2 separate regions of the Mus musculus genome follow, and region 1 is linked to region 2. Evidence: chromatin contacts called from public Micro-C data. All regions are on one chromosome and are shown on one strand. The core of a region is the stretch at or near the end of the contact, and the rest is flanking DNA. Distances in the headings are between cores, read along the strand shown. Region 1 overlaps Iqgap2 (IQ motif containing GTPase activating protein 2). Region 2 overlaps F2rl1 (coagulation factor II (thrombin) receptor-like 1).

Region 1 (3,373 bases), core at 425-2,924, 140 kb after region 2:
AATTCTTGTCAGCACAGGAGCAGGCTATTCTCTTTAAATCCCAGCGGTCGAAGTGAACTCACTAACATTTTTCTCTCTGCCACCCGTGAGAAAGAACCTCACACTCAAAGGGAATGTCTCGCCACTTCTGCATGTCCACATTCCTTCCTGCAAGCACGCAACCAAAATGACCGTATTTATTTGGGTTAAATAATGTCCCACCGTGAAACTATGCCGGGGCCTAGCAAACACAGAAGTGGATGCTCACAGTCAGCTAATGGATGGATCATAGGGCTCCCAATGGAGGAGCTAGAGAAAGTAGCCAAGGAGCTAAAGGGATCTGCAACCCTATAGGTGGAACAACATTATGAACTAACCAGTACCCCGGAGCTCTTGACTCTAGCTGCATATATATCAAAAGATGGCCTAGTCGGCCATCACTGGAAAGAGAGGCCCATTGGACTTGCAAACTTTATATGCCCCAGTACAGGGGAACACCAGGGCCAAAAAGGGGGAGTGGGTGGGCAGGGGAGTGGGGGTGGGTGGATATGGGGGACTTCTGGTATAGCATTGGAAATGTAAATGAGTTAAATACCTAATAAAAAATGGAAAAAAAATAATGTCCCACCATAGGGTCAAATATAAAATGTGCATGTTCTTATGTACTTATTCCTTACAAAGTTACTTTTGGAAGCAGTTCATTGTTGGACAGGAGGCTGATGAACTCAAGTCCACTCATTTAATTGGGACACATTGAGAGTCTGTGGCAAGCACCAGACAAATTCCCTGTTTCAGCCTTGGAAGACAAAAGTTAAAACTGGGTCCTTCTTTCCTCCAAACCCACATCCAAGCTGTGAAAGTGCTTCATGATGAAGATAGACGTCCAAGCAGACAGCGCACCCCACGTCTAGGTGGTCTAAAGTACTGGGGTCTGACTTCTGAAGGTTCGATGCTAGGGAGGCAACCTTTAGTGCTGAGTACAACCAACACAAAGTCGGATTTATTGTTCACTGAAATATCTGGATTTCTAGAATGTTGGTGTGGACATGAATCTCTGGGATCATTAGGATGTAGGATCTCTGGGGGGCCTGGGGTACGTTTCTGAACCATCCCAGGTCCCTGTTTAGACTAGCAAAGCTTAAAATTGTTCACGAAAAAGTTAGCTTTTCCCAAACCTAATCCCCAGCTGAGCCCGGTGGCTCATATCTGTAATCCTACCACTTGGGAGTATCTTAGAGAAGATCATAGTGAGTCTGAGGCTAGCCTGAGCTACATAGTCATTTCTGGGTCTAGCCTGAGCTATAACCCCCCGCCCCATTCTGACTGAATTAGGTGATATTGTGCTACACTGTGGAGGTGCATGCCTGTGGCAGAAACAGGAGGATCTTGAATTTGAATCCAGTTAGAGCTAGCTAGCAAGTGACAGTCTTGCCTTGAAAATAAATAAATAAATAAATAAATAAATAAATAAATAAATAAATTCCACAAACCAAACTTAATTCCAATTGCATTTGAAAGCAAACTAAGCTCCAATTAGCAACACAACCTCTGTTGCCCAGCTTCTCCTTATCATAAAGGATGGAAAGCCACCCAAGGCTTCCCCAGTTCCTTCCTGGGGTCAGTCACTGCGGGAGTGCAGATGGCTGATTGGGATGCTTGCATGTGACCCAGGCACTGTCTGAAATTCTAAGAAACCTGGTTTTAAAACAATGGCAACCCATCCCTGCAGGAGGGGGTTCCTTATCTGCCCACATAGCTGCATAGCGGTTTTCCACCCCACCCCCTTTTCTAAGCCGCTTCACTTCCTGACCTTTTGGCTAAGATTAAGTGATGCACATCCCAGCATCAGAAGAGGGAGAACAGTCTCTGTTTATCAGAAAATGTCTGCAAAAACAGAGCAGAGCACTCCCAGAGGGGCGGAAGCAGGCGGGTCTAGACAGCACAGCTCCGGTGGGCGAGCGAATGCCGGCCTTGGGCTTCTCTTGGGTTTAAACTGTTCCTATATCATGTTGTATTGCAAAGGTTAACTCAACTGTCTTGCTTGGGAAGGGTTTTACTAAGGTCTGAGAGCCAGGGAATAATTATGGGAGAAGCCCACTGGGTTTAAAAACAGACCCAAGCGCACAGGCAATTTCTGCTGGGACTAGGCACTTCCCAGTGAATGGCTGTCTGTCCAGGGTCTGGGGCCGAGACCCCTCTTTGACCCACTTACTAAATGTGTATTGATGATTTCTTCTATGGAGATATAAATAACTGGCTTGCTGACGGTCACCAAATCCGTGTATTTGTCCATATTAAACTTCTCTTCCGGTTCAGGGACATCACACGCTTCTTGAAAATATTTCCTAGAAATAGGGAAAAAGGGGGGTGTTACGATAGTCAGATTTCTAAATGAGTGACTTTACTAAAGTTTTGAAATGTTAGTTAGAGCACCCCCTTCACCCCAAGCTTGGGGCACTTGTTAGCATCTTCCAGGGTGGCTCACCAGTGCTTGCCCATGTTTCTGGATGCTGGACCTCAAACTGATTCTCAGACAGGAAGAGATAAATGTGGGCCTCGGTCCTGTGACCCAGGATGATCAAATCATGGATGGGATTTCTTAACAATGTTATAATGTTAAAAATGACCTCTGGAATTCCAATGAAAATGTTAGGAGGAAGAATTCCTTGGGGGTGGGGAGCTGGCCCAATGGGTGACGCGTGAGCACCAGAGTGCATAGCTCAGGCACTGCATGTGGGGGTGCTGGCATGTGCCTGAACCTCTACTGATGGAGAGGAAGGCAGAGACAGGCAGATTCTGGGCGCTCATTGGCCAGCCAGCCTAGCCAAACTGTTGAACTCCAGGTTCAGTGAGAGGCCCTGTCTTACACCTAAAGTAGGAGGTGACACAGGAAGGCACCCAGTGTCAACCTCTTTCATCTCAATACATGTGCATACATATGCACACGACCCACCCAATGCACACACACGCTTAATACACATGTAAATGACCATTTGTGTATGTATGTATGTTTGTATGTTGAAGATTGATCTCAACTTCTATGCACACGTGTGATATGTGCATATGTAATACGTGTGAGTGTAATATGTGTGTGAATGTATAATATGTGTGTGTAATATATACGTGTGTGTTTTATTCTATACAGTTTCAAGTGTTTCTCATGCCTGAAATCTTCTATGACGTTTTCTAGGGCACCTGAGACCTCTGTACTTGAGCTGATTTCTCCCTCCCCAGCCCTGGGTTGGGTGGGGCAGCCATGTTTCAGGGGTTATTAGGCTCCTCGGTAATAGAAGGTCTTCCTCCTAGGTTTTGCTTTCATTGTTCATGGGGTGCTGAAGAATTAAGAATATAAATACCAGATTAAATATGAGTGAAAGAGAAAAAGGGATGCATT
Region 2 (3,617 bases), core at 217-2,716:
GATGAGTCGGATAGCCCTCTGCCTTTTCTTCTCTGAGTGTTCATCCATAGCAGAAGAGCGGAGCGTCTTGATCATGAGCACGTAGGCAGATGCAGTAAGGAGGGCCGGGAACAGGAAGACTCCAATGGCCAGTGAGAGGAAGTAATTGAACATGTCCCCCACCAATACCTCCTCAGGCAGCACATCGTGACAGGTGGTGATGTTCAATGCTGGAATGTAGATGGTCTGCTTCATGACATACAAAGGGATGGTGACCAGAAAAATCAGGAGCCAGATTGCCAAGGAGACGCCAACGGCGATGTTTGCCTTCTTCCTGGGGTGTCCCATGGGGTTCACGATCACCCAGTACCTCTGCACGCTGAGGCAGGTCATGAAGAGGATGGAGCAATACATGTTACCATAGAAAAAGCCAATGAGCACCTTGCACAGGGCCTCCCCGTAGACCCAGTTGTTGCCATGTAGGTGGTAGGAGATCTTCAGGGGGAACCAGATGACAGAGAGGAGGTCGGCCAAGGCCAGGTTGGCCATGTAAATCACGGCGGGGTGTTTCTTCTTCGTTCGGAAAAGGAAGATCCAGAGGGCCATGCCATTACTGGGCAAACCAATCACAAACACAATAATGTAGACGACCGGAAGAAAGACCGTGGTCAGCTTCCCGGTGAGGATGGACGCAGAGAACTCATCGATGGAAAAGCCTGGTTCTACCGGAACCCCTTTCCCAGTGATTGGAGGCTGGGTTTCTAATCTGCCAATAAGACTTCTTCCTTTACTGTTGTTGCGTCCTGTACAAAGAAAGCGGAGCAGAATCATTACTGAGATAAATGGTCCAACAGTAAGGCTGCTGTGTTTTAAATGGAACATTTCAGATGAACACAGACAGATGTCATTAGAGTATTGCAGACAATATTCTCTTTCAGTGACCGACCGTCCTACACAGGGCAGTTGGTGACGGTTGAAGTCTAATTCTTGTGTGTGCTGGCAAGTATTTTACCACTGAGCTACATCTTCGCCCCGACAATGGTATTTCATTAACAGTGAGAGTTTTGGGTTCCGTATAGGACAGCGACTTCTAGAAATCTTAAGACTGACAGGGTTTCATTTTATTTTCTTTAAGTAGCTATACTCATTAGTTCTTTTATTTGATCACACAACCACCAGCAGTCTTTGATTGGTCAGTTAGTAAAGACAGATAGATGGATGATAGATAGATAGATAGATAGATAGATAGATAGATAGATAGATAGATAGATAGATAGATAGATCAGTCTAGGATTGTGTGGTAACTCTTCCCGAGTCTTTGGTGAGTAAGGCAGCCTTGTCTTGCCATCAGCTGTCTTGGTTCTCATTTTCTATCCTACTCTGGCCTTAAGCCAAGATTCAACCTAGCCGTCAACCACACCCTGCCCCAGGGGCCAGCCTAGGGAGATTCCAGAACCAGGAGGCATTCCCTTGTCCGCCCACAAGAAATACTATAATGGGTAGGCATTCCCCACCTCTCTGCTGGCTTCATAAACATCCTCCCACTGAGCTCAGTTGGCAGGCAAGCCTTTTAGCATCAGGACCAAATGTGCTCTGACTTTTGAGCGTGTAACAGCAAGCTTTAACTTAGGATGCTTCCTTCATACCATGAATTGAACATTCTAAACCACAAATAACCCTGGGCGTGGTAGGTTGTGCCTATAGTCTCAGCTATTTGGAAAGCTGAGGTGAATGGACTGTTTTCACTTAAGGAATCTGAGACCAGCCTGGGTGACATAGTGAGATTCCATCCAAAGCAAAGCGAAACAGAACAACCCTACCAAGCAGTGACGGGCAAGCCCAGTCTTCATCCTGCCCCATCCTGTATTCCCTCACTGACCTGAAGGAGGAAGGGTGAACGCTAAGGAATTTAACTTTAATGATGAGACTGAGGCCTCCACCGTCTGGAAACACCTGAACATTGTTCACGTTGACAAGGAAGACAGTATACCTCTCCTGACTTTCTCTAATATATTGTGTGCTCAGTTATCTGATCCGCTTCTGGTTCCAGACTCAGGTTCTACAGGACCGTTCGCTTCTGTAGGCTTCACCACGTTGCGCTGACACAGGGGTAATGGGAGGAGCACTGGAGGTTACAGAGATCAGCAGTTCCCTTTCCACCCACTGTAGAAAAATAAAGATGCTCCCTACCCAAAAAAGAAGGTGTTCAAGTCCTAATCCCCAGTAGACAAGGGTCTTTGCAACCCTAAGGTACGATCTTAACAACACTATCCAGGTTATCCAGTCAGGCCCTCGGTCCAATGACAATGGTCTTTTAACAAGACATAGGGAAGCTGGGGACAGAAAAGGAGAAAACAGCAGAGTAAACAACATGATGGACAATGGGAACAAAGGCTGGCACTGTGCCAAGGGGCACCAAAGATGGCAGCACCCAACCGGATGCTGGAGATGGGCAGATTCTCTTTCCCCACCACTTTCATTCCTGACCCCTCACCTCAGAACCCAGAGAGTAGCATCTGTTGTTTTATAGCTCTGCTCATCACAGTGGCCTTAGGAAAATAAAAGCATTTGACGTAAACATATATATTGTTTCTATTTCTTCTATAACTGTCCAAAAAAAAAAGCACTTTTTAAAAATTAAAATGGGGGCAGAGAGCTGGAGAGATGGTTCAGCGGTTAAGAGCACTGGTTCTTTCAGAGGTCCTTAGTTCAATTCCCAACAACCGCATGGTGGCTCGTGACCATCTGTAATGGGATCTGATGCTCTTTCTGGTCTGCAGATGTATATGCAACAGAGCACTCATATATTAAATAAGATTAAAAGAAAAAATTAAAACAAGGGCTGGAGAGAGGGCTCATCGGTTAAGAGGACTAGCTGCTCTTCCAGAGGTCCTGAATTCAATTCTCAGCAACAACATGGTGGCTCACAGCCATCTATAATAAGTTCTGATGTCCTCTTCTGGCATACAGGTGCCATGCAGATAGACTACTCATTCATAAAATACATAAATCACTTAACAATTTTAAAACAAAGCCAGGTGTAGCGGCATATGCCTTTAGTATGGGACTTTGGAGGCAGAGGCAAATAGACCTCTATGATTTTGAGGCCAGCTTGATAGAATTATAGAATTCCAGGCCAGCCAGGGCTATATAGAGCTCCCATCTCTAGTTAATTAATTAAAAAATTAAAACAAATATTCCTAAGGAGATGGGGAATGTAGCTCAATTGGTAGAGTGTTTGCCTATTGTGTACCAGACACTGTAACCCCAAGACTCAGGAGGTAGAGGCAGGATAATTGTAAATCCAAGGGTGCCTGCAGCTACATAGTGAGTTTGAGGCCAGCCTGGGATACATGTCTCAAGAAAGATTATTCCTGAATATTACAATGTTCTTCAGATACTGAATTAGGTAACTCCATGAAGAATATGTTCTGCACGGTAACCCAGTACTTAGTACATAGATCCATAATGGAATATTGCACAAAATACCCTTCTATACAGAATGCATGTTGGTTCTCTGGAGTGTTTTTTTAAGCCAGAACCAGGACTGACTAACATTGAAGCAGCTCAAGGAAACAGTAATGATGTGTTTGCAGACTCAACAGCTGCAAGGAAACCTATATAGGATTAAAGGTGTC

What was found. A called contact is a pair of places that touch in the nucleus more often than the background predicts.
Region 1: a contact with region 2 is called in a Micro-C map of embryonic stem cells, with 3 times the contacts expected there. The contact joins two enhancer-like sites. A contact is called at or near these places in 1 of 39 promoter capture datasets (the 3T3-L1 cell line), 2 of 484 Hi-C or Micro-C datasets (both in embryonic stem cells) and 3 of 9 other capture datasets (adipose tissue, liver and pancreatic islet).

Annotation. Positions count from the first base shown.
Region 1 is chr13:95,655,612-95,658,984 of GRCm38.p6, forward strand. Iqgap2 (IQ motif containing GTPase activating protein 2) reads right to left here. Exons shown (of 36, transcript NM_027711.1): 28 at 2,192-2,324. All of the region lies in intron 1 of Gm52063 (a long non-coding RNA gene), which reads left to right. Among named protein-coding and RNA genes, the nearest start is that of Gm52063, 13 kb to the left of the region's middle. Within about 2 kb of position 1,675, at least 25 of the 459 cell types and tissues checked have an H3K27ac peak or open chromatin away from gene starts, as enhancers often do. A contact at or near this core is called in embryonic stem cells, where this site is marked.
Region 2 is chr13:95,513,500-95,517,116 of GRCm38.p6, forward strand. F2rl1 (coagulation factor II (thrombin) receptor-like 1) reads right to left here. Exons shown (of 2, transcript NM_007974.4): 2 at 1-782. Among named protein-coding and RNA genes, the nearest start is that of F2rl1, 9.9 kb to the right of the region's middle. Within about 2 kb of position 1,467, at least 20 of the 459 cell types and tissues checked have an H3K27ac peak or open chromatin away from gene starts, as enhancers often do. A contact at or near this core is called in embryonic stem cells, where this site is marked.